Linked DNA regions of Nomascus leucogenys: region 1 is linked to region 2. A link is a contact called in public Hi-C data. All regions are on one chromosome and are shown on one strand. The core of a region is the stretch at or near the end of the contact, and the rest is flanking DNA. Distances in the headings are between cores, read along the strand shown. Region 1 overlaps UBTF (nucleolar transcription factor 1). Region 2 holds the start of SLC25A39 (solute carrier family 25 member 39).

The links. A called contact is a pair of places that touch in the nucleus more often than the background predicts.
Region 1: a contact with region 2 is called in a Hi-C map of a lymphoblastoid cell line, with 7 times the contacts expected there. The contact joins the enhancer-like site here to the promoter of SLC25A39 in region 2. A contact is called at or near these places in 4 of 4 Hi-C or Micro-C datasets (a lymphoblastoid cell line and an unstated tissue).

Annotation. Positions count from the first base shown.
Region 1 is chr19:31,949,512-31,952,211 of Asia_NLE_v1, forward strand. It overlaps UBTF (nucleolar transcription factor 1), which reads left to right. Exons shown (of 21, transcript XM_030800687.1): 11 at 252-293; 12 at 431-544; 13 at 636-791; 14 at 1,120-1,275; 15 at 1,359-1,469; 16 at 1,860-1,948; 17 at 2,053-2,242. Among named protein-coding and RNA genes, the nearest start is that of ATXN7L3, 10 kb to the right of the region's middle. Within about 2 kb of position 1,295, the one cell type or tissue checked has an H3K27ac peak away from gene starts, as active enhancers do. A contact at or near this core is called in a lymphoblastoid cell line, where this site is marked.
Region 2 is chr19:31,835,817-31,838,516 of Asia_NLE_v1, forward strand. SLC25A39 (solute carrier family 25 member 39) reads left to right here and starts at 1,279. Exons shown (of 12, transcript XM_030799337.1): 1 at 1,279-1,438; 2 at 2,559-2,658. The coding sequence starts at 2,574.

The DNA.
Region 1 (2,700 bases), core at 45-2,544, 110 kb after region 2:
TGAAGCATGAGGTCTGATCCCATCTTGGGCCAGTCAGTCCCTGGTGTCGTGTGCCTTGGGTACCTGCCTTTGGTACCTGCCTCCAATACGGTGTGGGGCTGGGCTGGGCTTAGCAACTGAGCCCGTCCAGGCAGGGAGTCCAGCCCACACCCAGGCTCTGGAGGCCCACTGAAGGTCACTGTCCTCGGAGTACTGCAGGGTCTGTGGGGACACTGTCTCCAGACTGATCCTGACTCCACTCACTTTCCCAGAAAAAGAAAGATTACGAGGTGGAGCTGCTCCGTTTCCTCGAGGTGAGTGTTCCTCCGGTGGGGCAGTGGGCAGAGAGAACTGGGACTTGGCAGGCAGAGCCCTGGTGAGCCCCTGGAGATAGGGCACCATGCAGTCTGGGTGCCAGGCATGCAGCCCCGTGCTCCTCTTTCCTGTCCAGAGCCTGCCCGAGGAGGAGCAGCAGCGGGTCTTGGGGGAAGAGAAGATGCTGAACATCAACAAGAAGCAGGCCACCAGCCCCGCCTCCAAGAAGCCAGCCCAGGAAGGGGGCAAGGTGGGCAGAGGGTGCGGCCGCGCAGGCGGGGGTGGGCAAGACTGGGCTCCCTGGCAGCACCCACGGACCCCGACCCTCTGCACCTGGACAGGGCGGCTCCGAGAAGCCCAAGCGGCCCGTGTCGGCCATGTTCATCTTCTCGGAGGAGAAGCGGCGGCAGCTGCAGGAGGAGCGGCCTGAGCTCTCCGAGAGCGAGCTGACCCGCCTGCTGGCCCGAATGTGGAACGACCTGTCTGAGAAGAAGAAGGTCAGGCTGCCTGGCAGAGCGCTGTGCCCCCAGGGGGGCTGCCAGGGTCCCCTCCTCCCCTTGGCGGGCCGTGCCACCTCGCCCCTGGCCGCCTGAGCCACGCGGTGCCTGGGCTGGGACGTGGGGCTGGCGCTCAGCAGCCGGAAGGCGGGAAGCTGTCAGCTGAGCGCCGCAGGCCAGGCGGGGGCGAGCCCCAGGCGGGAGACATCTGCACCAGCCCACGCCTCTGCCCGCCTCTGCCCACCGGCGGGAGCGCCTGGGCTGCTGCGTGGGGAGCGCGCGCCCCCTGGGGGTGGGTGGAAGGCTGACGCCCGGGCCATCCCCGCAGGCCAAGTACAAGGCCCGGGAGGCGGCGCTCAAGGCTCAGTCGGAGAGGAAGCCCGGTGGGGAGCGCGAGGAACGGGGCAAGCTGCCCGAGTCCCCCAAGAGAGCTGAAGAGATCTGGCAACAGAGCGTTATCGGCGACTACCTGGCCCGCTTCAAGGTGACAGGGGTGGGAAAGGGTAGTACTGCAGCCTCTAGCCCCGGGTGACCCCTCCCACGGCTGATACCCTTATCGGTCCCCAGAATGACCGGGTGAAGGCCTTGAAAGCCATGGAAATGACCTGGAATAACATGGAAAAGAAGGAGAAACTGATGTGGATTAAGAAGGCAGCCGAAGACCAAAAGCGATACGAGGTAGGAATGGGGCCGGGGCCCCCCCATTCATTGAAAGCTCGGGAACTCCCCTTTGGTTGGGCAGCTCTGAGCAAGAAGGCCCAGCCTTGGTCTGTGACCCTCAGCAAGTCCCAGCTTCTTTCTCTGAACCCCTGTCTCTCATCAGTAAGGTGGGGGTGACATTGCTAACCTCCAGGCTGACTCGGGGGATGCGAGCAGTTGTGAAAGCACTTGTAAACTGTGGTGCCTGCCTCAGATGTGAGCTGTCAGGAAGTTGCTCACTAGCTACCTGTTTCTCCTCCTCCCCGGCACAGAAAAAGACAGCCAGCTAAGGTGCTGATGGCATGGGGCAGAAGGCAGCAGTATTTTGGGGGTGGGACTGGGGGGTGAGTGTGACCTTTCTCCCTCCAGAGAGAGCTGAGTGAGATGCGGGCACCTCCAGCTGCTACAAATTCTTCCAAGAAGATGAAATTCCAGGGAGAACCCAAGAAGCCTCCCATGTGAGCCTGGGGGTTGGAGCCTGCCCTGGAGGTGGGGGAGGGTCAGGGCTGGACGGCTGCTTTGTTGGGGTCCTGACCCTCCTTGTACCACCCCCACCTCCCAGGAACGGTTACCAGAAGTTCTCCCAGGAGCTGCTGTCCAATGGGGAGCTGAACCACCTGCCGCTGAAGGAGCGCATGGTGGAGATCGGCAGCCGCTGGCAGCGCATCTCCCAGAGCCAGAAGGAGCACTATAAAAAGCTGGCCGAGGAGCAGCAAAAGCAGTACAAGGTGCACCTGGACCTCTGGGTCAAGGTGAGAGGGCAAGGGACCCTTGGAAAGAACAGGGAGGCATCAGACTAAGCCAGCACCAGCCCAGCCTGGCCCATCCACCCACTTGTGCTGGCTGGTCTCATTCATGATTTCATTCCATGCCCTTGCAATCCTTCAGGATAACAGTCACTATCACCCTTTTATTTTTATGTTTTATTTTATTTTATTTTTTGAGACAGTCTTGCTCTCTTGTCCAGGCTGGAGTACGGTGGTGCAGTCTCGGCTCACTGCAACCTCCACCTCCCAGGTTCAAGCGATTCTCCTTCCACAGCCTCCAGAGTAGCTGGGGCTACAGACGCGTACCACCACACCTGGTTAATTTTCGTGTTTTTAGTAGAGATGGGGTTTCACCATGTTGGGCAGGCTGGTCTCGAACTCCTGGCCTCATGTGATCCGCCCACCTCGGCCTCCCAAAGCGCTGGGATTACAGGCTTGAGCCA
Region 2 (2,700 bases), core at 29-2,528:
TCAGCCTCCCGAGTAGCTGGGATTACAGGCGCCCGCCATCATGCCCGGCTAATTTTGTATTTTTAGTAGAGACGGGGTTTCACCATGTTGGCCAGGCTGGTCTCGAACTCCTGACTTCAAGTGATCCTCCCGCCTCGGCCTCCTAAAGTGCTGGATTACAGGCGTGAGCCACCGCGCCCGGCCTGTGGTAATCTATTTCAACAATAACCTACTGCAAAGAGTTTTGAGACTCAGAAGAAATCACGATACGACAGCAACCAACACCAAAACGTCTGTGCCCTCCCGCACTCAGTGCTCTCCCTCTCCGCGCAGTCATTCCGGGCCTTAGGCGAGGTTGTGATTTGCCCAAGGTCACGCGGAGGTGGGATCTGGCTCCCCATGGCTCTCCCGGCTCGCTCACGTCCCAGCCCGCCCGGCCCAGGCTGCAGCTCAGCTAACCCGGTGGCGCACACCCGCGCGGGGCCCTGTGGTTTACAAAGCGTTTTGCAGGTGCGGGCCTGTTCCGTAACCTGAAAAATGGGGGCGATGCTAAGGCCGGCGAGAGAAGTCGCCGCGAAGTTTTCAAGTCTCGGCGGGGAGCCCGGCAAGTAACTTCGTCGTTATTGTGTGGTCTCCCGGCGATCTCGAAGAACCCATTCTCACTGCCGCCGCCGCCACGCACCTGAGGACACCGAGGAAGGGGGCCAGTGTGTCACCCTCGCCGTCCGGAAGGCGCTGGGGCTTCCAATGCCGCGCGCGGCCGGGACGGGGCTGGTGAAAATGCGCTTAACAGCCCGGCGCGGCGGCTCACGCCTGGAATCGCAGCACTTTCGAAGACCGAGGTGGGCGGATCGCTTGAGCCCAGGAGTTCCAGACTAGCCTGGGTAACATAGGGAGACAAAAATAAAATAACAAACCACCCAGGCGTGGCGGCGCGCGCCTGTGGTCCCAGCTACTCCGGAGGCTGAGGCAGGAGGATCGCTTGAGTCCGGGAGGTCAAGGCTGCAGTGAGCCTAGATCGCGCCACTGCCCTCCAGCCTGGGTGACAGAGCGAGGCTGAAAAAGATGCTGTCTAAAAAAAGATGCTGGAAGTGCCTGCTGCTGCCAGGTTAAGCGCGACGTGGAGACCGCGAAGTTAGCCGGCAGCTCTCAGCGCTGGACAGGAATGGAACCTGCCCGCGCTGCCCCGGCAAGGGGGCGGGACCGCCGCAGGTCCCGGCGGAGACGCGAGTGGGCGGAGACGTGAGTGGGCGGAGCCGGGGACACTCCGGGCTTGCGTCTGGTCGGCCCGCGGCGGGCGGGGCCTCGCGGCGCGGTGTGGGGGCGGGGCCCCCTTGGCTGCTTTCGGCATCAGCCTCGGTGCGCGGCGAGCGCGCGCGGACCGCGCACAGGCGGCGGAGCCGGTATGGGCCCGCCTGGCCCAGGGCGCCGCGCCGCACGATCACCAGCCTAGAGCCAGGTAGGCGGCGCTGGGCCGGGGCTGGGGGCGGAGACGGAAGCCGGGGTCTCCGGGCGGCCGTGCGAGCTAGGGCAGGTGCTGGGGCCGTCGGGCTGGCGTGGTCCTCTTCACCTGGCGGCTCTGCGCGGTTCGTGGCCGGGAGTGTCGTCGAGGGTCGGGGAGACATCCTGGCCCTACGTCCATACTTCCTGCTCTCCCGGCTGCGCCCCGGGCCTGCATTTTGTGGCGTGAGGCCAGAGACTGCTCTTTCTCTCCGGGCCCCGGGTCTGGCCCGTCCGGCTGGGCGGGGAGGGCCGGGCATCCCAGCCCGCAGTCCTGAGGAGGCGACGGGCCCTTCGTGGTCACCAGATCTGTTTACACGTCACCCTCGGTGCCCGGCCGTCTCTCCACGCCCGGTAACTTACGCTCCCAGGTGCCCGCCCGGGGCGTTGGTGCTGGAGTGGGGGCTGCGGGGGCAGCACAGGTACTCTGATTTGGGGGCCACGAGGGCCAAATCCGCGCCTGCACGTAGGAGGTGCGCAGTGGACACGTGCGAGGTCGACGAGGGAACGGCCCTGGCTCCTATTGTAATCGAGCGATAGGTCTGGCACCCCAGCTTCCTTCGGAACCGCTCCTGAGTGACCTTGGGCAGGCCACCTGGTCTCCCCGAGCCTTAGTTTTCCCCGGAGGAGGGGGGTGGATGGTCCCTGCTTTAGAGGTCATTGCCAGGGTTGTTGAGGCAACAGATGTTTCGAGGGTCGGGTTAAAGTCTCACAGTGGGCCGGGTGCGGTGGCTCACGCATGTAATCCCAGCGCTTTGGGATGCTGAGGCTGGCGGATCACAAGGTCAGGAGATCGAGACCATCCTGGCCAACATGGTGAAACCCCGTCTCTACTAAAAATACAAAAATTAGCTAGGCGTGGGGGTGCGCGCCTGTAGTCCCAGCTACTTGGGAGGCTGAAGCAAGAGAATTGCTTGAACGGGGGTGGATGTTGCAGTGAGCCAAGATGGTACCACTGCACTCCAGCCTGGCAACAGTGCGGAGAGCGAGACGCCGTCTCAAAACAAAAGTCTCACAGTGGCCCAGTCTCCTTTCCTGCTATCCCTGGAGTTGTGGTCTGTTTGAGGTTTGGTTTTCAGGACTGAAGCTTCAAGATGGCTGACCAGGACCCTGCGGGCATCAGCCCCCTCCAGCAAATGGTGGCCTCAGGCACCGGGGCTGTGGTCACCTCCCTCTTCAGTAAGACCTGGGGAGGTGGGGTGGGGGCAGGTGGGGATGGGG